Regions from separate parts of the Mus musculus genome. Here all the other regions are linked to region 1. Evidence: chromatin contacts called from public HiChIP or PLAC-seq and promoter capture Hi-C data. All regions are on one chromosome and are shown on one strand. Each heading gives the region's core, a stretch centred on a gene start, on an enhancer-like site or on the middle of the called end of the contact. The rest is flanking DNA. Distances are from core to core; before and after follow the strand shown. Region 1 holds the start of Ntrk3 (neurotrophic tyrosine kinase, receptor, type 3). Region 2 has its middle 940 kb from the start of Gm39038. Region 3 holds the start of Mir9-3hg (Mir9-3 host gene). Region 4 has its middle 830 kb from the start of Gm39038. Region 5 has its middle 800 kb from the start of Gm39038. Region 6 has its middle 720 kb from the start of Gm39038. Region 7 holds the start of Mfge8 (milk fat globule-EGF factor 8 protein).

Evidence for each region. Promoter capture Hi-C pulls out the DNA fragments that hold promoters and counts their contacts. HiChIP or PLAC-seq counts read pairs in DNA pulled down with a chosen protein or histone mark. Capture Hi-C pulls out chosen DNA fragments and counts their contacts.
Region 2: an H3K4me3 HiChIP or PLAC-seq map of neural tube shows a contact between it and region 1, with 6 times the contacts expected there. The contact joins the enhancer-like site here to the promoter of Ntrk3 in region 1. A contact is called at or near these places in 8 of 39 promoter capture datasets (the 3T3-L1 cell line, cranial neural crest, embryonic stem cells and 4 more), 4 of 115 datasets of contacts at active chromatin or transcription factors (embryonic forebrain, embryonic hindbrain, forebrain and 1 more) and 1 of 9 other capture datasets (pancreatic islet).
Region 3: a promoter capture Hi-C map of embryonic stem cells shows a contact between it and region 1. The contact joins the promoter of Mir9-3hg here to the promoter of Ntrk3 in region 1. A contact is called at or near these places in 1 of 39 promoter capture datasets (embryonic stem cells) and 2 of 484 Hi-C or Micro-C datasets (both in embryonic stem cells).
Region 4: a contact with region 1 is called in an H3K27ac HiChIP or PLAC-seq map of embryonic stem cells, with 4 times the contacts expected there. The contact joins the enhancer-like site here to the promoter of Ntrk3 in region 1. A contact is called at or near these places in 6 of 39 promoter capture datasets (3T3-L1-derived adipocytes, cranial neural crest, maxillary cranial neural crest and 3 more), 2 of 484 Hi-C or Micro-C datasets (nephron progenitors and stem cell-derived neural progenitor cells), 6 of 115 datasets of contacts at active chromatin or transcription factors (embryonic forebrain, embryonic hindbrain, embryonic stem cells and 1 more) and 2 of 9 other capture datasets (adipose tissue and pancreatic islet).
Region 5: a contact with region 1 is called in a promoter capture Hi-C map of hippocampal neurons, with 6 times the contacts expected there. The contact joins the enhancer-like site here to the promoter of Ntrk3 in region 1. A contact is called at or near these places in 6 of 39 promoter capture datasets (cranial neural crest, frontonasal cranial neural crest, hippocampal neurons and 3 more), 4 of 115 datasets of contacts at active chromatin or transcription factors (embryonic basal ganglia, embryonic forebrain, embryonic hindbrain and 1 more) and 3 of 9 other capture datasets (adipose tissue, embryonic stem cells and pancreatic islet).
Region 6: an H3K4me3 HiChIP or PLAC-seq map of neural tube shows a contact between it and region 1, with 6 times the contacts expected there. The contact joins the enhancer-like site here to the promoter of Ntrk3 in region 1. A contact is called at or near these places in 6 of 39 promoter capture datasets (the 3T3-L1 cell line, cranial neural crest, embryonic stem cells and 2 more), 7 of 115 datasets of contacts at active chromatin or transcription factors (VIP interneurons, embryonic basal ganglia, embryonic forebrain and 4 more) and 2 of 9 other capture datasets (embryonic stem cells and pancreatic islet).
Region 7: a contact with region 1 is called in a promoter capture Hi-C map of pancreatic islet. The contact joins the promoter of Mfge8 here to the promoter of Ntrk3 in region 1. A contact is called at or near these places in 1 of 39 promoter capture datasets (frontonasal cranial neural crest) and 1 of 9 other capture datasets (pancreatic islet).

The regions. Positions count from the first base shown.
Region 1 is chr7:78,576,123-78,579,298 of GRCm38.p6, forward strand. It overlaps Ntrk3 (neurotrophic tyrosine kinase, receptor, type 3), which reads right to left and starts at 1,716. Exons shown (of 17, transcript NM_008746.5): 1 at 1,414-1,716. The coding sequence starts at 1,661.
Region 2 is chr7:77,632,055-77,635,230 of GRCm38.p6, forward strand. No RefSeq gene overlaps it. Among named protein-coding and RNA genes, the nearest start is that of Gm39038, 940 kb to the right of the region's middle. Within about 2 kb of position 1,462, at least 10 of the 459 cell types and tissues checked have an H3K27ac peak or open chromatin away from gene starts, as enhancers often do. A contact at or near this core is called in neural tube, where this site is marked.
Region 3 is chr7:79,498,514-79,501,689 of GRCm38.p6, forward strand. It overlaps Mir9-3hg (Mir9-3 host gene), which reads left to right and starts at 1,513. Exons shown (of 3, transcript NR_040314.1): 1 at 1,513-1,737.
Region 4 is chr7:77,738,076-77,741,251 of GRCm38.p6, forward strand. No RefSeq gene overlaps it. Among named protein-coding and RNA genes, the nearest start is that of Gm39038, 830 kb to the right of the region's middle. Within about 2 kb of position 1,501, at least 5 of the 459 cell types and tissues checked have an H3K27ac peak or open chromatin away from gene starts, as enhancers often do. A contact at or near this core is called in embryonic stem cells, where this site is marked.
Region 5 is chr7:77,770,220-77,773,395 of GRCm38.p6, forward strand. No RefSeq gene overlaps it. Among named protein-coding and RNA genes, the nearest start is that of Gm39038, 800 kb to the right of the region's middle. Within about 2 kb of position 1,727, at least 47 of the 459 cell types and tissues checked have an H3K27ac peak or open chromatin away from gene starts, as enhancers often do. A contact at or near this core is called in embryonic basal ganglia, hippocampal neurons and second pharyngeal arch cranial neural crest, where this site is marked.
Region 6 is chr7:77,856,751-77,859,926 of GRCm38.p6, forward strand. No RefSeq gene overlaps it. Among named protein-coding and RNA genes, the nearest start is that of Gm39038, 720 kb to the right of the region's middle. Within about 2 kb of position 1,456, at least 3 of the 459 cell types and tissues checked have an H3K27ac peak or open chromatin away from gene starts, as enhancers often do. A contact at or near this core is called in neural tube, where this site is marked.
Region 7 is chr7:79,147,520-79,150,695 of GRCm38.p6, forward strand. Mfge8 (milk fat globule-EGF factor 8 protein) reads right to left here and starts at 1,541. Exons shown (of 9, transcript NM_001045489.1): 1 at 1,376-1,541. The coding sequence starts at 1,448.

The DNA.
Region 1 (3,176 bases), core at 466-2,965:
CACAAGCTGGTCTCTCTTATACCAAGAGAACTGGTGGGCTTTGGAGAGAGCCTGACTCCAATTCCTTCAGGCTTTGTAGTCCTGAGGCAATGGTTGGAGCAAAGAGGGGAGGGGGTGGACACTGAGAGGGCAGTAGCCACAGCACACTGGGTCCCTTCTTGCTCTAGTCCGTCCCCAAGGCAAAGAGCTACCCTAAACGTCTCCCTCAGAGCCTGGCCACCGTCCTAGTCAGTCCTGGGGCTCCCAAGGGATGAGAGCACGGGGCAAAAACCAATGAGCTGCCCTCCGAGCATCCAAGAGCTATCCACACCCTTCTCCTTCCTGGGGCAGAGAGGTCAGAGGGGTGGTGGTCACCTGGCTGAAGAATGAAGAATGAAAGAAAGGCTATGCAGGCTCCTGGCCCTGACTCTTCCTTTCACTCCTTCACAGGCCTCTGGCCCCATCCCTACCAAAGAAACACAACAAGAAAAGAGCAGGCCACTACACAGGGTCCCACTCAGCCGGGGCAAACCAGCCAAACGCCACGCAGAGTTCAATTTTTGAGAGAAAGGGGGTGGGGGGAAGGAACCGCAGAATTGTGAAAGAAATTTCCTTCCCAAAACCCAGGTCGTCCTCTCTCTCCTGCCTCCAGCAACCTGACTCAGAATTACCCTGGGCAGTTATGGAAGCCCAAGCCAGGAAAGGGTCTGTAGGCGCCCAGATGCAGATGAGGGTGGGAAAGGGGGGGATGTCTCGGAAATGCCCAAAATGGGGTTGGAGAAGGCGGCGGGAGGTGGGGGGGAGGAAAAGCAAAGAGGTAGGCGTCCATGACGGCCAGAACACGTCCGAAGTCTCCTCGGGAGAAGCCAGCTTCCAACTTGTTTACTTATTGGCATGTTTTGCTCTCTCCAAAGGGAAACAGTTTTTTTTTTAAAAAATCCCGATTGGTTCTCAAGCAGTCCCTATCTGTCACCTTCCCTCCAAGGCTAGGCTAAGCTTTGCCTCTGCCGCCGCTATCTGCCACCGCCTGTCAGGGAAACGAGACGCCTCTACTTTATTCCACTTGAGCGTGGCCAAACTGTTGCTATTTAGTGGGGGGCATAGAACCCAATTCGCACCCTCGAAACGAGCAGGCAGAGGGTGGGGGCGGGGACAGGAGCTGGGCCCGGGTGCACTCCGCCCGGAAGGGTCCTCTCCAGGGAGAGGTACCCACCAGCATCATCAAATCACGCCTGGCTAGGGCTGGAGTCACCTGAAACACGCAGCCCTACAGCATCTCCCGAGCCAGGGCGAGCCTGATGCGCACCCGGCGGGCTGCGAACAGAGGCGAGCTGGGGAGCGCAGGGCCAGTTCCCGGGCCGCGGGCGGGCAAGACGGAGACGCGAAGCTGGGGCGGGGGTGGGGGGCGGGCTGGGTAGCGGCCGCCTGACTTACATGGAAGTGATATTCCTTGAGATGTCCGTAATGTTGATGCTGGCGTTCCCATTGCTGTTCCCTGAATCCTGCCCTTCCAGGAGAGGGAAGAGGTTCCCATCGTCCGGCCGCCGGCAATTGATCTCAGTCTTGCTGCAGACACAATTTGCAGGGCAAGCCAGCACGGAGCCCACATAGTCCAGCCAGACGCTTCCCAGCAAGAAAATCCGCCAGAAACTACACTTGGCTGGGCAAAGAGAGACATCCATCTCCGATCGCTGCTTCTAAAAAAGAGGAGGAGGAGGAGAGGAGAGGGGGGTGGGGTGGGGGGAGTGGGGAGAGCAGGGGGGGAAGGAAACAAAGACAGCGAGGGAGGGGGGAAGGGGGAGGGGGGCCTCTGCCTTTGAAACGCCGAACGATCAGATGCAAAATCCTTCAGCGTCGGAAACCATCGCGGCCGCCGCCGCCACCGGGTGGGAGCCGCGGGGAGCGCCTAGTGGCGCGGTCTGCCGGGCATGGTGGCCGGCTCGGCGCTCGCCGGCTTGCGGGGTCCAGAAGCTCTGGAAACGAGGCGCGCTCTCCGACTCCGAGACTTTGCAGGGTTGTAACAACAGACGGTGGGAAGGCAAAAATAATAATAAAAAAAGAAAAAAAGATGGTGCTAAAGTCACCAAGTCCCACCTCCTAGGCAGAATTAAAACGGACACACCTGCAAAACACACTCGCACACACTCACATACACACGCGCGGAGCTGGAGGAAGGAGGAGAAGGAAGATGCAGTCAGAGCTGCAGCAGTCGCGGCGAATGGCTCGCTACGCGCCTGCAGAAATGTACAAGTGCTCCGAGCCTTACGAAACGCACGGGTTATCGGAGCGTCTTCCTCGGTTCCCTCCCTCCCTCCTCCCCTCCCTCCTCGCGGCCTCCTCCCCCCCCCCCGCCCCCCGCCCGGGCTGGGAGAGGCAGGAGAGCGGAATCTCCCCCTCCCTCCCCTCCCCACACCCCTCTCTCTCCCCGCCCGTCCTCTCCCTCCTGCTTCCCCACCCACCCACCCACTCGCCGGCTCTCGGCTCTCGCCGGTACCGCCACCCGCAGCCGCGCCGCTGCCCGCCCGCTCCACGCCCGCGCCCGCTCGCTGCAGCCGAGGGGAAAACGAGACGGAAAGGAAAAGTTGCAGTTGGGATTCCGAGGGTCGGCGTTGGGGAGGGAGAGTTGGCAAGCTGACTGAGCAACACGAAAGGCGTTCTCCCTTCCACTTTTTGGCCCTCGTGCTGCCCGGTTTTGCTGCAATCTCCTCCGCAGGAGGAAGCGAAATGAGCGTGGCCCAGGTGACCCGGGATGCTCCCCAGCCTGAGTGAGGGTCTCGGGCTCACGGACAGTGACGGGAATCAGGAGCGCACAGGAACCCGAGCGAGGCAGCCAGGGACGCCGGCCGCAGACGTGCAGACCTAGATCTGAATGACACTCATTTGGGTAATCAAGAGTCCCGGGAGCTGGGCTCAGCTTGGGAGGGGACTGCGTGGCATGGCACACTGAGTGCCCCTGAGCCTATTGCTCCTTCTTGGCGGTGCGTTATGGGTTCCGCCTTGGACAAACAGGGACCAGAGAAGGAGAGAAAGAGGGAAGGAGCGCCTGCAGGACTGCGCTGGAGAACCGAGGTGGCCCAGGGCGAGCGATTCATGCGAAAGAAGCGGCCAGGAAATTGAGATGCGAAGGGCATTTTTTGGCAAGCACCACGCCAGCACCGTCGGAGGCCAGCTTCTTGGGCTCAGCCCTCGGGTGCGCC
Region 2 (3,176 bases), core at 212-2,711, 940 kb before region 1:
TTCATGTTTCATTTTTCACGCCATTTCTTAGCAGCACCAAACAAAACCATCAATTCTTCCTTATTGATGAGAAGGATTAAGACAGAAACAAAGATACTATACATGCCTATTTGGCTCTTATCCAAAGCCTTTAACCTTTAAGCCTTAGACTACAACATAGCTGGCGCTTGTGACTTCTGATCTCTCCCTCTACTCATTCTTGCATAAAGATAAGGAGAAATTGGCCAGAGTATATTCTGTTAAAATATCTTTGTAAATCTTCACTTACCAGGTCAAAGATATCATATGGCCAGAATCTCCTTAAAGCCTTTGCAGGATGACAAAGGATGATAATGCAATCTGTTTATTTATTTTTCTCTAATCTTCTTCTTGCACTTTTATTTTCTGCAGTGAAATGAAATGAAACCTCAAAGCAAAAGTCCTCCTTAAAACCCCTTTGATTCTTCAGCTCTAGTCCCTGCATAGCCTTCCATGAGGATGGTTCCAAGAATGGATTTTGATCGCTTGTCATAGAGCAGCCACTCTGTTTCTTTGCTAGCATTGTGGATTTAAGTTAATTTGTTAATGAAACAGATGGGGATGGGGGTGTTTGAAGATACTCTGTAGATAGTGATGAGGAATAAACCAATTCATCAACTCTGTGCAGCCAACCATCTGAGGACTTAATTGAGAATTGTCTTTGGAACTCGGGGCTGCTGTTTCACTGGGGCATATTTCACTAATTGTCCCCTAGGGAATTCATTCTCTGTCACTTTTCTCTCTCTGCCACTTGTCAGTGTTCCCCATCTACTCTCCTCCCATTTACAGCTTCATTGCATGGCCTGTCTAATGTTTCTGCTTGTCATCTCCCAGGCATCTAGCTGTGTATTTCCAGCCTGCAGAGCAGCAGAAACTGCAGACACTTTGACAGCAGAGCCAAATTAGCATGAGCAGTAAACACAGGGCACTAGACTCCCTCAGAGTCAGCTATTTGCTACCCTCAGAAAGAAGTGACAGTGAGCCTACAAGGACAGCCAAGAAACAATGAATGACATTGCCATATCCCCAGGAATCAGAGTGCTTAGAGACCAAAGGAGTTCTAGGCCTGGACTACATGTGAAAGTCTGAAGCCTGGCATTCAGTGGCAAGAGAAGTCTTTGTTTTCTTATGGCCACTGCCCTAGGGGTCTGTTTAAACACATGCCTGGTACAACAAAATCATGCTTCTGATGGATTGCCAGTGGCGCTTCTCCTCCATAAAGGATTCCCAGTGCAAAACAGCCAGCTGTGAAGTATATTTAACCACAGCATGAAAACTTTCAGCATTAAAACCCACCAGCAGAAAGGTCAATCAATGGGCACCCAACTTCATTAGTCAATGAAGCTTCCCAAGAATTTATTCACACTCCATTGACAAGTGCTAAGAAGGTTCTGTGTGCAGGAAGCTGTAACCAAGTTCTTCAAAACTCTTCAGTTGGTGCTCAAAGTTTCAAAGGGAGTCCTGCACACACAGTAAAGCCACCACTGCTACCTTTGAGCCATACTTATGCAGGTGGACATCGACTCCTTGCCTAATTTGTTTGATCCTGGTTCCCATCCACAGAAATCCATGAGGACATGACATGCAGCTGTAAGCCCAGGACAATCTGATTTTCACTATCGCCTGCCTATAATCCACTAGTTCCCTATTCCTTTTTGTATTAAAGGAAACACTCAGATTGCAGACCTTACTCATCCCTTTGGTCCAGTGCTACAATAGAGTCCTTTTTGGTCTCAATTTTCAGTACTCCGAAGCATCCATAACCTTCCCCCTTTACTTGCTGTAATTTCAAGTACACTGGCAATTATGTCTCTTATACCTTCTGTCATTGTTGATATTATCAACTGAACAGGACCTAGAATCATCTAGTATGAAACAAATACCTGGGCATACCTTTAAGGAATTTTTCTAGATATGGTCAATAGTGCTGGTAAATCTCACTATAAATGTGGGCATGTGAATAGCACCATTTCTTGTGCTGGGGTCTAAGATTAAGCATCAAGGAGGAAGTGGGCTGAACACCAGCCCTAATTGCTGTCTTCCTTCACACTGCAGATGCAGTGTCACTAACTCCCTCAAGCTCTTTCTGCCAAGCCTTTCTCTTCAAAGTATGAACCTTAAAAATCCCTTCTCTCCATAGGTTGCTTATTTCTCTGGTATTTTGTCATAGAAAGGATAAAAATAACTCCTGCAATCTTGAACTTTTCTCCCACTATTTCCCCTTAAATCCTATATAAACTAGACTCAGTCTACTCTGAGAATGATTTTCCTTAGAGCCCAATCAGAGTAGTGTGTGTGTGTGTGTGTGTGTGTGTGTGTGTGTGTGTGTGTGTGTGTGTTTCTCCATAGCATCCTAAATTTCTATATCTGTTTGCTAGAGGAGCACAGTCCTTGATGTTATCTACATCTCTATTTTTGCCTTTTCCAGCTAAATCAGAGCCTCCGACTCTGAATCCCTTGACATGAAATTATGTCAAGAGTAACCTGTTCGGTCATTTCCTGACTCCTTTCCTAGGCAGCTCCTATTTTTTTCCCAGCATTGCTCTTACTCACTGATTATTCCCTACATATAAGATGAAATTGTCAATATTATCAGCATTTCTTACCCTGATATTTTTGCCATATGACTTTCTTTCCCCCATCATCTATGGATACAGAGACCACCATTACCAGCAGCCACAGCCATCCAGCAGTCATAATTCTCTGCACCCTGCTCTTTCCCACTTCCTACCTAATTAAATTTTGATACCCTTTCTCCTCTTACTCTTAATGTCTCCCAGATTCTTCCCATGTTAAATTCCATTGGTGTTCATATAACAATTCCTTACATATAATTAGTAGAGCTAAAATATTAGGTAAGTCTGTCTAGTCCCTTCTCTGAGTTCTAACTGCACAATGTGATGTAGAAATATAAATGTGCTGACCTCACCATTTTAAACATATGCACATAACTGGAAAGAGAAGTCTTACTAATCTAGTATTCTAGTGCTAATCCCATGATCCATTCACTCTTCAGGAAAATACTTTATACTTTTCAACTTTTTCAAAAGTCCCCAACATCTCCCCAACTACTGTTCTTTATTTATGACCTTGACACCTGTATAATTTGAGACAACTCCTATAATCATCATCAGAATTCTTCTTGACCATAATTGCCC
Region 3 (3,176 bases), core at 263-2,762, 920 kb after region 1:
CTCTTTCTCTTCTTGCCTTGTTCTGCACAGTCAGCAATCTGGATTCTTCTAATAAGAATCTCCCCCCAAAACACAAAACACACACACACACACACACACACTTTTTCCCTTTTAAGATCAGGCCTCCAAGAGTAGAGATTAAGGCCAGTTAATATGTTATCTTATGTTTTTCTGGACTAAATTTTCCACCATGAACACCAGCACAACCCGGGAAGAGAAGACGTCTAGAAAACCAACTATACTGATCTCAAACTAATTTTAAGAGGAGGCATCTAGGAAGATCGTGGAGACCAACACAGTAAAAATAAATAAATAAATAAATAAATAAATAAATAAATAAATAAATAAATAAATAAAATAAAGTAGCAGGGGAAATAATCAGAGCAAGACCAGGAAGAAGAAAGGAGCGGTGGCAGGCACAGCTTCCGGGAGGTGGTGTTCTAGGAATCCGGGAGAGCATGCCCCATTCAAACGGCTCAACTCCCTCCTTTGGGAGGCGATCAGTTTGCAAGGGGTTAACTGCGTTGCTCATGAACTTGGCCTGTCTGTCTGGCTCAGGATGAATGATGAGACACGCTGACAAGTTCGGCCGGAGGGACCTCCCCTGCTGTGGTGGCGAGAGAAGCACACTGGCAGAAGGGACCCTGAGCGAACCACAGGGACGCAAGAGGAAGAGGTGGTTCCGCAGGTCAGGCACTCGGGTCTGCCTGCCCTCTCTGTTCCCGCCTCCTCTTGACCTTTCGCCCCCTTCCTCGTAGCTTCCTAATATCATCTTGGAGCACTAGAATTTTCAGGGGCTCTGACTCTGAGTCCCAGAACCCTGTACCCGCCCTGTGGACAATGCCGAGCGCGATGCAGCCGGGCTCTGGAGCCTGACCCGGGGAGGCCGGATTCAGCATTTGGACAGCGGCTCGGGGGCCGGTTTGCGGCCCAAAGAGTTTGCAGGTGCACCGCCCTGGATGAGGCGAGGTAGGGGACACTCTGGGTCTCGGAGGAGCGTGATCCAGGTTGGAACGCAACCCAGACTGTCAACGAAACACGTTCCTGCGAGCTAAAGAATCCCTTCCGAGCCCTCATTGCGACCACCAAACCAGCCAATCCCTCGTGGGTTCCCTCAGCCAACACTTGTGTGTGTGAAAAGATCAAATGCCCCCATTGCATCCAGAGCGCAGACGTCCCTCAAATCCTAGGCTCTCCATTCTTCCCCGAGCATCCTGGATCCCTGGGCTTGGAGCTGCCTGTGAGGCTTCCAGCCCTCTGCTTGTCACCACTTCCCAGGTGGTTGGTGGCTCTGGGTGAACCCAGTGGAGCGGGGCGTTTGCGGGGAGGGCTGTTCGGATGCAAGCTGGGCGCGGGCAGGCTGGGCCGGGTCGCAGGGCAGGGCGCCCCTCGTCTCCTGCCTCCGCCTCTCGGTTCCGCACTGGTCCGAGTGAAGCCAGGGGGGGCGGGGGGGAGCCGCGCTGACGTCACTGCGGGCCGTGCCCGCCCGAGAAGGCGGCGCTGAGCCGCTCAGAGCCGGGAGAAGCGGCGCGCCGCCAGGAACCCCCGCGCCACCGCCGCCGCGCCTGCCTCCAGCAGCTCTCGGCCACGCGACCGTGCGGTCAGCGGCGCTTGGAGGGCGGCCGGAGCTGGGCCTGAGCCTGGAGACTCGCCTGATCCCGGGCGGCCGAACCACCATCACCACAACCGCCCCACCCCCGCCGTCGCCTCGTGGGGCCCCGGCCCCCTCCCGGGTCCGTAAGTGTCACTGCCTTCTGCGTCTCGGCCGGGCTAGAAGAGAGGGGCTAGGGCGTCAGGTTGGTAGTCTCCACTAAGACAGTGTCAGGGAGCCGGCTGGACTGGTTCAGGGGCCTGGGGTATCTCTGTGGGTCCCTCTTGAACATCTCAAGGGCTCAGGGCTTTTCTTGACTACAGGGGGGTTGGGGGTTAAGCTCTAATTGTGGGTCAGAGCTCAGGCATCTCCCGCAAATCTTCAAGACCAAGGTCAAGGGTCTTGGGATAGCGAGATGAGACGCGCCTGCGGTGTTCAGAAAGGGACAGGGTGAGAGGTCCGATGGAAGTTGTGGGGAGGTAGAGAGAGAGAGGTTTGAGGGAAAGAATGTTTCTGAAAGAGGTTTCAGGGAGTCCCCTCCCTAAGTCCTACCCGTGACTTTCTTCTGCCTTCTTATCCCTCACCGCTCCCCCCCCACACACACACACACCAACACACAAATAACCTACAAAGTGGCTTCCTGGAAAAAAATTTTTTTGAGAAAAATGAAACACATAGCACCCACTCTAAGCAAGATTTGTGACGTCTTTTTCCCCTTTTAAATAGGAAGTTGGGAGAGCCCTCCTTTCAGTACTCCACTCCATGCTTTGGGGCAGGCCTTTTGGAGCTGTCTGTGGGCGTCTCTGACACTCCCTCCAGTCTAGCTTTGAGCTGAGAAGAACAAGGGAACCATGGATGGAGCTTGAGGCTGTTTAGGGTCATCTCTGGGAGAAGCTTGGGTGGTAGGGTGTCACAGGAAGGAGGCAGCTGGCTCTAGCAAGGAGAGGCTCCAGGCCAAATCTCTGGAGCAGCAAAGACATCCAAAAAAATACAATCTCTGAGCCATTGTGGCAGAGAGGCCAGATGCTGGGCTTCAAGGGGAGAGAGACCCTCTTTGAATCTTCTTCATATTGGGGGTGTGTGATAGGTTCTTAAGGGGGTCTGGAGTTTGAGGGTCTGGCTTTCAGTCAAGGGAGGTCAGAGGTAGGTTAAGTAGGCACAGACATAGGGGTGCACCTCAGGAGCCTCCAGGAGCAATACTGGCTGGTCACGGGAAAGGCTTGGCATTTTGAGGAAGGTATTTTGAGGTCCCTGTTTAGAAAAGCCCACACCCTGCTGCCTGCCTTCACCTCAGCTGTTGAGGAAGTGGGCAGGTTAAAAGACAGAAAGGAAGATACTGTCCAATCGGCCATGTGTGTTTGAGGGGAGGTGTGGAGGCCTCTGTACCCTCTGGGTACAGGGAACTGGCTCCATCTGTGGTAACCCAAAGCTGGGTCTCCTTGTGAACAGCCCTTCAAGCCTCCAGACAATAGGAAGATCAGCTTAATCAAAGCTTGAGCCCAAGGAAGGGATGGGAGAGAAAAGCTGCCAGGGGGAAGAGGCACCTGGAATCAGCCTGGGCTGTGGCTAGAGATTCTGTGTCCTA
Region 4 (3,176 bases), core at 251-2,750, 840 kb before region 1:
CAATAGAGTATTTCCCATCATTCACTCTCAAATTGCTTCCTTTGATTTCACGATCTGCTTCTTAATTCTAGTCTTTGGAGAATTTTAGGAACAAGCTATAATTACTGTTTCCATAATGTCAATTATTTTTATGGATTTTAAAGTGAAAGATTAATATTTAAAAGTGATACTATTTAAGACACAAGGGATATATATATATTTGATATGGTTAAGAAGAAATTGTCTTCCTAGTTTAAACTGTAAGCAATTGGCTAGGTTATTGCATGCATACATACATACATACATACATACATACATACATTCATACATGTATACATACAGAGAGAGAGAGGGAGGGAGAGAGAGAGAGAGAGAGAGAGAGAGAGAGAGAGAGAGAGAGAGAGAGAGAGAAAGGGAGAGAGAGATGAACATGTGGTGCTCAGAGAAGTAGACCAGTACTTAAGGTAAGCCTGGAATATTTAGTTAGAGATAGAAGCCTACAGGAAACAGTTGAGATGCTGAGATCCTGGAAAGTCAGGTCCCCTGATGTCAATGAATTTCCAACTCACTTTTGGACATGAAACTAGACCTGACACTTGCCATTACAAATGGGCATAAAGCTGGCCTTACAAAGAGCCCTGTCACACCTAAAATTGACAATGTTCAGCCTCAGCTTGGAAAGGGGATCTGAGAGAAGAGGTGTCTAGGAGTGGTGAAAACAAAGGACTTGACTTCAAATTGTGGGTCCAAGCTGGCAGCCTATGCTCTGCTGGAGACAGCCTTCCAGCCTGTTTTCTCTGTCTTCTGCTTTCTTTCTCTCTGATCTACTTTCTCTGGAGATCTCCAGACAGCTCTCTGTCTATGTTCTGCTTGAGACAGTTCTTCAAGCAGTTCTTTCTTGCTATTCTGAAGAATTCTCTGGATAGTTCCTCTGCTGCAGATCCTAAGCCCGGTCCTTTATTTTGCACATCAATCCAGTCATTTACTCCAGGTTTCCTTTTGATTTTCAAAAGTCAGCATAAGTCACCATCTGGTGACCCCCAGCCCCTTAAGACTTTGGAAACTGCAAGCATACATTTTCTTTTAACATTGCAAAAGAATGCAGACGTCTGCCTGCCTCTGTTAAGGACAGATGATAAGCTAGCTGGGTGGGGACCCTGTCCTGAAATTAGCATTTCTATCACACCTGGGCCTAGACTCTCTGTGTCCAAGGCTGACCTTGAACTCAGGAATCTGCCTGCCTTTGTATCTTTCTGACAAACTGGTTCAAAGTGTAGCTACCTCTGTTCCTTTAGATTCATGAAGCCCTTCATAATTCATATTGCATTCTTATATTTTATATAATTGAGAAATCACATATATTTTGGACGCATGTTTTTAGAGTTCTTCCACAGGTTTAAGGGCTATCCTGAAGGTACCAGCATTTACCATTTTGCTAAAGCATTAGCCATACCTCTGCCTCTTGGACTCATGCTGTCGGATTGTCATGGAGTCATTGATGTTAACAGGGAGGACATTCCTTAAAGGAGTAATGTAAAACATGTACATTATTAAACAAGTCTTATGGCCATGGCAGCCATCTACATTCTTGGAAGCCCATGACCACTGGCTTTGTCCCAGGGGCAGGAACCTTGTCATTCTGTCTCTACCAAGGCCATGCTGGACCTGTTATAAAGTGAGGATCAAAAATCCTCAAGCAAACAAACACAGGCACCAATGCATGCACACACACTCACACACACACACACACACACACACACACACACACACACACACACACATGCAAACACACACATGCACTCATGTACATGTATCCAGTGGATTACATAATAAGAGGTAGCACAAATTATCACCTTTCAACATTTTTTTTGTGTGTGTTAAGAGATGTGTAAGGGTCTGAAAATCACTGAAGGAAGACTCCAGATTCAGATAGTATGCTAAAACAAAGAGCATGGGGAGGCGGTCAACCATTCATTGAAATAGCCACCTCAATTAAAGGCACACAGGCCTTCTTATAGGGAACTGAGGACCTCTCTAGAAGGATTGGGTAATTTAAAAAATTTTGGTGGGTGCTAGGGAGTCGCAGGTGCTCAGTAGTCTGCATTCCCATGTCATGAACGTTCAATCATGTGATGACATAGGGCAGTCCACCACATTTGGCCCATTCTGAAATAAGGTATTTCCCCACTTTTGTGAGTATCACCAGGCTGTTTTGAGGAGGCGTTTTATGAGCTTATTCTGGATTGTATGGTCTGTCCCTGGAACTGGTGCCTTATGGCCTAGTTTCTGGGACTTAGGGTTTGTCTGTTCCTAGAGCTGATGCCTCATGTATATTTCCACAGGTTTGTTCAAAATCAGGCCTGGTCTTTAATGGAGAAAACCAGGGTCCCTTAAATAGAGACAAATGGGAAAATGCTGTCCTTTCACAAGCAAAAAGAAAAATTAGGGAGTAGAAAACTTGAGAATTTGATATTCAAGTTTGTTTTCTTTATAAGATGCAAACTTTCACCAGATACATTAATGTAAAAATTATCTGGAAGTTGGAAATTCATGGTCTCCTTTTTGTTTCCAACAAATCCCTGCCCATCAAGTGCTACACTGTCTAAGCTCACTAGTAAACCCAGGACTGAGCTATATCGAAAAATGCCAGGGCCTTAAAGTAAAGTAAATACCATGAGACAAAATCAGTAGATGAACAAGATGTGCATGCCACATAGCAGGTCTATGCTAAAGGAGCTGGTAAACAGGGTCTCTTGGAAGCATCTTATTATCCAAACCTTAACACTATAAAGGATGAAAATCAAGAATAAGTATAGAATACAAAAATAAAAGTATATCTTTAGTATCTAAAAAAATCTTCATAAGGAAAATATAGATATCTTGTAAGAATAATTAAAATTGTCTAGGAGACAAACGGAAGTGTGAAGCCATGAGTAGAAAGGAATAAGGGGTCTGGGGTACATTCTCAAAGTAAATTATATATTGTACTTTGTAAATGCATGCATATGTACACACACAGATGTACAATGTGTATACATACATACATTCTATGAGAATGTCACTGTGAAACCCAGCTGTATATTCAATAATTATATGCAATTAAGAATTTTTTGTTTTGTTTTGTTTTGTTTTTTGTTTTTGTTGTTGTTGTTTGTTTTTTTCGAGGCAGGGTTTCTCTGTATAGCCCTGGCTGTCCT
Region 5 (3,176 bases), core at 477-2,976, 810 kb before region 1:
AAAAGTCCCAGGAAGATCTTGAGATTTATAAAATTCAGACAGACCATCCCTAGTGTTATATAGGCAGTAACAATGCTACGGAGACAATCTGAGCTGTTCAGTTGTCTGCAAGTCATGTCAGAAGTCCAGGTGTGTAGCTTCTATGAGGTGTCCTCCATTCTGGGCTTGGCTTTTAGTAGTACTGCTGCCTTTGAGTAATCCTTGTTCCTGAAAATAGCCTCTGACCTACTCTTTTGTAAACAACCCTATTACATTCACTGATTCACTAAGGTACACATAAATGGGATCATTTCACTAGTCTCTTGTTGGTTCCCTATCTGAAGTAAATAGACATTTCTTCATGTCTCTCTAGGGACAGAGGGACAGTGATAACAGAAGAAAGAGTAGAGACAACTAATTTAATCTTTGGCAAAAAGTGTTTCTACCCTGTCTGCAACATAGTTGTGACTTATTTAATCTATTTTTACAGCCTTTCATATATTCAGCTCTTAAAATTAACAACCGTATGCTATAAACATAATGACCCATATACATGTGTCATATCTCTCACTAGATTGAAACATCCTTGGGTCAATCACTGTGAGATAGTCAAATTGGTATCATTTATATATGTGCATCGTGACATAGGTACGAAGGTGCGCCTAAATAGTCCTGTATTTGATGGGATGAAAAACCGGATGAACCAATAAGTTAACAATGTCATAAACCTCTTTGCTATTTGTATTGATTACTTTTGCATCACCATGATCAGAATACCAGAGAGAAACCAAGGGAGAAAAGCTTATGCTAGCTCATACTTTCCAAGAGTGTCAGCCCATCCCACTGAGGAATGCATGAGGTTCTGAGGAGGTGAGAATGTCTGGTAGAGACTCCTCATGTTACTGACTATCAAGAAGTAGAGAGCCAGGCTGTAACCTGCAGAGGCTCATCTCTACATACCTAATGCTTACCAGCGATGTCCTCACACTTAAAGACTTCAGCACGATTGTTCAAATTAGCCCCATCAGCGGAGGAGAAAGCAACCAGGATATGAGCATGTAGGAGGCATTTCAACTTTTAAGTTTATATTAAAAATATAGCACTGTTTTTACTGGTGCATATCCATTCCTATGATTTGAACACGAAGGAAAAAAACTCACATGGCATTGCACTGGTGATTAGGTACTCAAAGAACCACATTGTCCACCAGTATGTGCCTCTGTTGTGGTATCCTCAAAATCATATGAAGTCTAAGCACTTCACTATGAACTGGTTTTTCAAAGCCATCTGATCATGCTGTGCTTGACAAACTGAACAAACACTGAAACATTACGTATTGTCTATCTGTGGGTTTGCATTTAGTTTTATTAGAATTAGGTAGTTCTTATCCCTAGAATTCACAGCTTAGTGGTCCATTCCGCAAAACTAGTTCACAGACAGAATCATATAGGAGGCTCTTCAGGTGCCACAGGAAAACTGATTACTGGAGACCTGCTGTTCATTCTCTTTTATCCCCAGACACCTAAGTGCCCTCAGATCCCAGCACAGTTTATCCTAAAGCATGTTCATCAGTGCATTTACAGAGGTTCTAATTAATTCTTTGTAATTGCATACTTCTGTGCCCCTCCGTTTCTCACCGCTGTCCCTGCCATGGAAACAAGATGTTCCACCTCTGGAGGCTGCCCTGGTAAAAGCCTATTAATAAATAATTAAGTTTGGAGGTTCCTGCAGTGGTGAGTCATGACGGGAGATCACGTGGGAGCCATCTCCATGGCAACTTACCAACAGGAACTGAGCTGCTCTGTTTCTCTTCTTTGCCTGACATGAGTGGGTCAAAAACACAGATTAAAGAGACTCTTTCTTTTTGCATCACTCTCCCTGTTTTTTTTTTCTTTCTTTTGAAAACATCTGCCATTGCCTCCAGAATTCGAAAAAGACACACAATGTGTGGCAATGTGATGAATGTTATCGATATCTGTGAAAAAGCCTCCTCACCTCGCGTCTCCACCGCCTGCGCCCCCCCCCCAACCCCCAGCTCATATCCTCTTCTAGACAGGTTTCTGACCTCAGCCAAGCCCTATCATACATGGTTGTTGGAATGAGAATGCCTTGCCCCCCACCCCCATAGGCTCATGTGTTTAAGTACTTCAATGCTAGTTGTTAGTACTCCTCGGGGAAGTGATAGGCATTCTAGTTACTAAATCAGGTATGTCACTTGGAGTGGCCTTGGTCAGTTTACAGCTTCACTCAGCTTCCATCGTCCCTCACTGGCTTCCTCTGCTTTCAGATATAATCTCTGAACTTCCTGCTCTGACCACTCTGCCACGTTTCTCCTGCATTATCTATCTAGATTCAGAATTCTAAATAATCTCTTCCTTCTATAAATTGCCTTTGGAGATGGTATTTTATAAGAGCAACAATAAGTTACTAATACACACCCTTCTCTATGATGTGCTCAGCAAGTTTTGCTGTATGCTATGCCTCTGGCTACCACCTGATAGTTCTTCCCTAACTTTTGTGGTTCTCTCAAATTCATCTCTGTACTTGAGTTAGCAATATTTGGAATGAGAAGAAGCACATGGGTTTGAGGATGAAGCAGATTTGGCCAGTGAGGAAGATCAGGAAGATGAGAGACTAAGAGGACAGGCAGGGGGAGAGAGGATGGCGGCTGTATCTGCTCTATTGTTTTCAAATGTAGGTGGTCGTAGAAAATTCGGATTCTCTCCATAGCTAGATTTTAGCTTTTCAAGTACCCATACTACATCCTTAGGTGCCCTCCCACTATGCCTTTGGTTACTGAGTCCTAACCTATGAAAGGAATGTTTTCAATAAAACCTCTTAATTTGACCGAACTCTGTCTTCCTACTAGACCTGTAACTCACACTAAACTACACGTTGATTCTGTTTACAGAACAATGGGTATTCATATATGTTATCTGTTATGGTTTGCTAACATGAAGATTGAAATTATAGTTGTAGTGCTGTATGGAAGGTCAGCTAAGGTCAGTCAGGATTTGAGTATTATTTTAGGCAGCCACAATTCCCATTCTTGTCCCTTTCCACTTTGCAATGCCATCACGCACAATATCTTTCATGAAGCATTTTAATCATAGTGGTTTATCACATACTTGACAACTCTCCCAGAAGTTTCCCCCATACTATTCTAATATCTAAAGTCATAATCATAGGCAGTGGTT
Region 6 (3,176 bases), core at 206-2,705, 720 kb before region 1:
CACACTTAGCATAAGCCTGAGATCATTCATTGTGCCCAGCCCAGCCCAGTCCTTCACCCACTACCTCATGTAAGCTGTGCTTGTCACAGTGAACTTTATTTTTTTTAAAGCTTGTAACTTTAAGAGGAAAGCTACGGAATCAGTTTTCAGGCACGCTTTCTCAAAGTCTCCATCATGATCATAAGATATAAGCAGAAGAGAGCAGGAACAGGGGATAGCATGGTTTTCTTTTCTAAGTCAGTGACTGTCGACAAGCTAGCTGCTTGGGTCTTCCTATTCTCTCTCTTTTTACCATGGGAGAGACATCACCCTTTGTGCTCCTGATTGGCCTCAGGTATATAGAGATGCTTTTGTTTCCTTTAGTCCTCAAGATGCCAATACAACAAGTGTATTATTTCTACGAATTTGCCTTTACCCATTCTAGTATTCTTCCCATCAGATACATGGAGGGGGTTAGTGAGTGCACAGTCTTGAGGTAATAAAGCCAGAAGGAACACAGCTAACTCTGATGTTAAGAAGACCTGGGGTTGGGAGGCTCAGTCATATGCCTGTATTATCTCACACACATACACACACACACACACACACACACACACACACACACATTAGTGGAAAGACTAAAATGTCCAAAGTCAAGGTCACAATATCAAGGCTTCATTTAGACATAAAGCATGTGTGTAAGAGCTGAGAGCAACTTGATTCAGATATGGTTATATGTCTCAGAAGACTAAGGCCTATTACTTTTATCATGCAGCTTTTGCTAAATAGTATTGGCAGAATAGAACAATGTTTTGCGTAGAATACTACAGGAATATTTTCCTAAAGGAAGATATGGACACTGCATAGACCATACCCTGCATAAAAGCAATGTTACCAGCATCAGAAACACTAAGGTTATCATTGTCAACTATGTTTCTGAGAGGAAACTCGAGCTTCATCTGCTAGCCAGTTTCCCAATGGATTTCAGTGTGTAGTGCAGAGTGAAGTATTTTGTCTTAAACTCTCATGAATTCTGTTGTTCTCTCTAACAACAAAAACGAGATGTGAAGTGTCAGCATTATTTATGGTGACCCCTTAGAATGGAAAACTCTTAAATGCAGCCTCCTCCTTAGCAAATGATCGTCATGGAATAGAAAGACGTGTTCATCCCCGCCGACCTGTTGCTTTTTCTTGCCTGGCTTCATGTCTAGTACCCTCTGAATCAATATTAGAGGAATTGTCTGCTGCCCAGCAGCCAGAAATATATGCAGGAGCTCAGGAGCTATGGGGATTTCTGTGCTCTGAACAAGCTCAGTGAATCTGCATCTCTGGGAATAGACCGTTAGGAGAAATTGGAATCTCTCCTGATTAAGGCAGAGTGTTTGACCATTGGTAAAAACAATGTACAGAGAGGCCAGCAGCCAGCACCGTGTCATGAAGTGAATGTGGTCTGCACAGTATCACTCTGTCTTATCTAGGAGGTAATTATATGGCTCTTATTTATTTTTAAGTACACGTCGGTGAATATCTGGTACTAGCTCAGAGTAGAAGAAATAAAAGCATCTCTGATAGGTCACTGGAGTGAGCTTTGTTCCGTGGACTCTGGTTGCTTACTCAACACACTAAACACAGGCTGGAAGCCACAGAAGCACCTAATGGCTCTGCAAAGCCTGGGCACAGCCTGATTCACTCACTCTGCGGGGTTAAAATGGGCTTCATGGCAGGCTCACTTCAAGCTCTTAGCTATGAAAAATAAAAATAAAGCGTGTTTCCCTTCCCAACCCCTCCTGCACCTGAAAGGCAAGTTGTACTTCTTTAGGATCACACATCATCCAGATGTGGAGTGTCTGTAAACTGCAGTGACTGGCTCAGTGAACAGCAGGAAACCAAGGAAAGCTGGAAGACGTCGCTGCAGGAAGGGGCAAGAATGATGTATACAGAGGGATGTGGGTCAAGGTTCAGAAAAAGGACATACTTAAGTCAACAAGGAGTAAGTATTCAGTAGCCCACCCCTTTTATTAAACACAGATCCTTTTCTCATACATTAGAATCTGAATATAGTTTTCTCTCCCTCTCCTCCTCCCAGTTCCTCTCCTGTTCTTCCGTATGGATCCATTGTGTTCCTGCCTCTCATTAGAAAAGAACAGGCTTCTCAGAGATAACAACAAAACATAACAAAGTAAAATATAATAAGATAAAGCAAAAACTGTCATACCAAAGTTAGACACGATGAACCAACAGAAAAATAAGAGCTGCAAGAGAAAGAAGAAAAGTCAGAGACCCACACATCCAGGCATCCCTTGAAGGTACTGGAAGCTATAGGATATATGCAGAAGATCCAGGGCAGATGTTTGTGGGCCCTGTGTTTGCTGTTTCCCTCTCTGCGAGTTCATATGAGATTTGCTCAGTTGTTTTAGAGGGCCTTGTTATCCTGGAGTTCTCCATCTCCTCTGTCTTCCGGCTCTTTCTACCTTTTTCTCTGCAGGGTTTCTAGAAGGACTATTCTCTGAAGGACTACAGAAGGACTGCCCAGTAGTTTAATTTTGCTTCTGCTGAAAACATCAGTGCTGGTAAGACATAGACTGGTTTTGCTACTCATCACCCTGAAGTCCTGGCAAACATAAATAGTGCCTTTAAATTCTTAAAGAATGAATGTGAACTCAGACAGGTTATGCCAAAACCAACAGGTAAAAAACTGTAAAGACAAGGATTTGAGTTTAGCTGAAGTAACCATCAAAGTGATGATGTAGGATCCTCACATACAAGGAACCATATACCTTGTTTTAGGTATAACCCAATTTCCAATTATTCTGTGGAACTGATTGATTGATTGTGCATGCAGGTTTGAAAAAATGGATTAATTTTCATAAAAAGGCCAGTGCTTTCTGGGAGATGAGAGTCCATTATTCCAGAACTGGCTTAAGAGATTTGAAGTAAATTTTTGCAGTAGAGTGGATCATACAGAAAATATATATAGGACCCCAAAGTCAAACTACTAGCTGAGAAAGAAAATCCAGGTTGTCAACTCTCATTTAAAAAAAAATGCTTGAAGCACACAGGCATGGCTTTTGCTGGCAGCTTGTTATTAATTGTGATGGCTAATCGTCACTGCCAACTTGACTGAGTTTACAATCAATACATCTGTGCTTCAGTGAACTTGTTTCTAGAATTGTTTAACTGAAGAGGGAAAACCCACA
Region 7 (3,176 bases), core at 291-2,790, 570 kb after region 1:
CATTAATGAGCACCAGCCCACACAGCTTCACCTCAGCAAGAGCCCTAAGGCGCTGTGGCAGAACTATTAGTCACTTGCTTTAAATAGCAGGTTAATCCCTTCTGACCTGGAAGGGCACAGTCACAGCCTCACGTGGAGGTTCTGGATAGGCCAAGGCCTAGGCACCCAATACCAACAAGGGCCCCGCTTTCAGCCTTCCCTACACCTGCACCAGGAACCAAACCAAGGGTTCAGAGAGGAAATCAGAAAGTGGAAGGTGGCCAGAAGCAGTGGCGTTGGGACTGAGGCTGGCCACCTGCATATGAGACCAGGAGAGGCCAGCTCCTCTAAAAATCCTATGGGATTTCAGGGTCCTTCTCTGGGAAGTGTCTCCAGGAACATTTGGCCAGGGTGCAGGTTGGGGGGGGGGGGGCAAAGAGGAGGGGTGGAAAGGGTCAGAGGAGACCCAAGCATCTTTCCAGCTGAGTGGACAGACCAGGAGTTTCCAGGTCGTGGAAGCTTGGGGCACCCAATGCCTTCAGCTCCAACCCCGAGGTCAGATCCTGTGCTGGGCGACAGAACACAGCTGTGATCTCTCCTGCCTGTGATCACTCCAGTCCCGCCGCCAGTCCCGTTTCTATGAGAAAGGATTTAGGGGCTGCCCCACGTGGGCACTGCTTTTTCATGATGAACTCTCTCCAGCAGCATCCCGCAAGAAGCCCAGACGTCTACTGGGGACCTCAGAGCAGAGGAGGAGGAGGAGGAGGAGGAGGAGGAGGAGGAGAAGGGTTAGGGGAGATAAAGCAGCTGGCCAAGGTCAGCCGGGGGCAGGAAGCCCTTTTCTAAGTTCCAGACCAGCCCCACCTACAAGCCAGTCTCTCGCACTGACCCCTCTGTCATTCCTTCCCTTATCTGATCAAACACCAACAAGTGGGACACAAAAGTTCATTGGATTCTCTAACCAGGCGGGTTCAGGACAGAGTTTCAGGTAACGTTAGCTTGAGTTGTACCCGCACAAGAGTCCTAGACTCTCCCAAATTGTTTGGATTGGAAAGCAGACACAGTTCGGTGGCCTCACTTTACAGACGCGGTAAAAAAGAAAGAGGCACGACGCAGCGGATTCCTTTGTTATGTGTAAGTCACATCCCTGAGGGGGCCGGGGGGGGGGGGAGGCCAGGCTGTCACCGGGTGTCCAGGGTCACCACTCAGTGCAAAAGCTACTTATCACAGCCCCAAGGCCCCAGGGCAGAGAGCACAGAGGCACGTTCGCCTCTCCTACCCCTGAGCGTCCCCCTCCAGGCTCTGCTCAAGTTTGTCAACAGTAGGAGTAGAGGGAGGGCGTCGCTGAGAACTTCCGAGCGGCGGGCAGAACAGGGGCGAGGCCAGAGGGACTCACCAGACGCGGCGAAGAGGCCAGAGGCGCAGAGTAGCATGCCGCACAGCGCGGCCAGCACACGGGAGACCTGCATGCTGCGGGACGCGGGAAAAGGTCCACGCGCTCTGATGCTGGGACTCGAGAGTTCCTGCGTCCGCTCCTCTCACTCCGGAATAAATCAGGCGCCTCAGCTCCGCCCACTGGCCCAAGGGCTCCGCCCCGTACAGCCCCGGGCGGACTCTGGGCGGAGCTCCGAGACCACAGTGGGAAGAGGGAGGGCTGAAGTGGGGGGTCCAGTGCCTCAGCCTCCCGGCGAGCCACGCCCTGATGCCGCTGCCAGTCCTCAGCCTGAGGCCAGGCCCCGGCTTCCTGAATAGACTGGACAGGGGGAAATTGCTCAGGAGGAATTTTAACAAGTGGCTGGATAATGGAGTGCTTTCCTAAGCATGCTGGAGACCCTAGATTCGATCCCCAACCCAGCAAAGATAAATAAAATAAAATAATCCAGGAGTGGTGGTGGCTCACGCTTGTACTCCCAACTGTTAGGAAGCTGAATCAGGAGGATCAGACAGTTCCAGATCGGATCCCCAGAGTGGGCTCCATCCATATTGAGTTCCAGACTAGTCTGGGCTATAGAATGGGACCCTGTTTCCTAAATGTGTGAGTTTATTGATTATTTGTTGTTTAGTTAATTAAAAATAACTGTTTAGAGTTTAAATGCTAATTCTTATCTGTAATCAGAGAACAGCAAATTCAGGCTACAATGAGTACAGTGTTTCCTCCTTTATCAGATCGGCAAGTGTCAGGCTGTTAACAGCAGAGGCTGTGGGGCAAACAGGCTGAGGCACGCGGACCTTGGACAGAGTATACGCCAGCTCAGCTTCTTTATTTGGTAATGTCTTTCAAAATGTCACATATCAACGCCTTAAGACCTAGCAGTAATGCTTAGAGATGCACAACCATTCCATTAGATAGACATCTGTGCAAAATGACACTACAGGATGACATAACGTCTTTAGAAACCATGAAAAGGCCAAAAAAAAAAAAAAAAAAAAAAGGAATTGGCAAACTTGTGTAAAAGTCCCAAATTAGAAATATTTTAGGATTTTGGCCACTGTGGTGGTTCAAGCCTATAATGCCAGCACACTGGATTATTAAAGGAAGTCCAAGGCTAGCTTGAACAACATGGTGAATCTTCAGCTACCCTAACCACCAGAATGAGATTCTATCACAAAAAGAGAGAGAGAGAGAGAGAGAGAGAGAGAGAGAGAGAAGGAAAGAAGGAAAGAAAGAAAGAAAGAAAGAAAGAAAGAAAGAAAGAAAGAAAGAAAGAAAGAAAGAAAGATAGAAAGATAGATAGATCTGGCTAAAGAAATGGCTCAGTGGGTAAAGCATTTGCTGAGCGAGTGCGGCTACCTCAACTCAATCCCCACAAATCGATCAGGAAGGCAGACAGAAGCAGAGAGCCCAAGTCCACAAAGCTGACCTCTGACCCACGCACCCACCCAGTGTCACATGTGTGACCACACACATACACACTAATGATAATGATGGTAATAATGATAATATGATAAAGTTGTTTAAAAGCTTCTGGCCTGTAATCTCAACACGTGGGAAGTGGGGAAGTTGGACCAGGAATTCAAGGTTGTCCTCAGCTAGACAAGGAGTTGGAAACTGAGCTTCAGCTATGTAAGACCCAAAGCCTCAAAATGATAACTGCAAGATGATGGTGATGATGGTGGTGGTGGTGGTGGTGGTGGTGGTGGTGGTGGTGGTGGTGGTGGTGGTGACTATACAAAGTTTTAGGATTTGTGAGCTATAA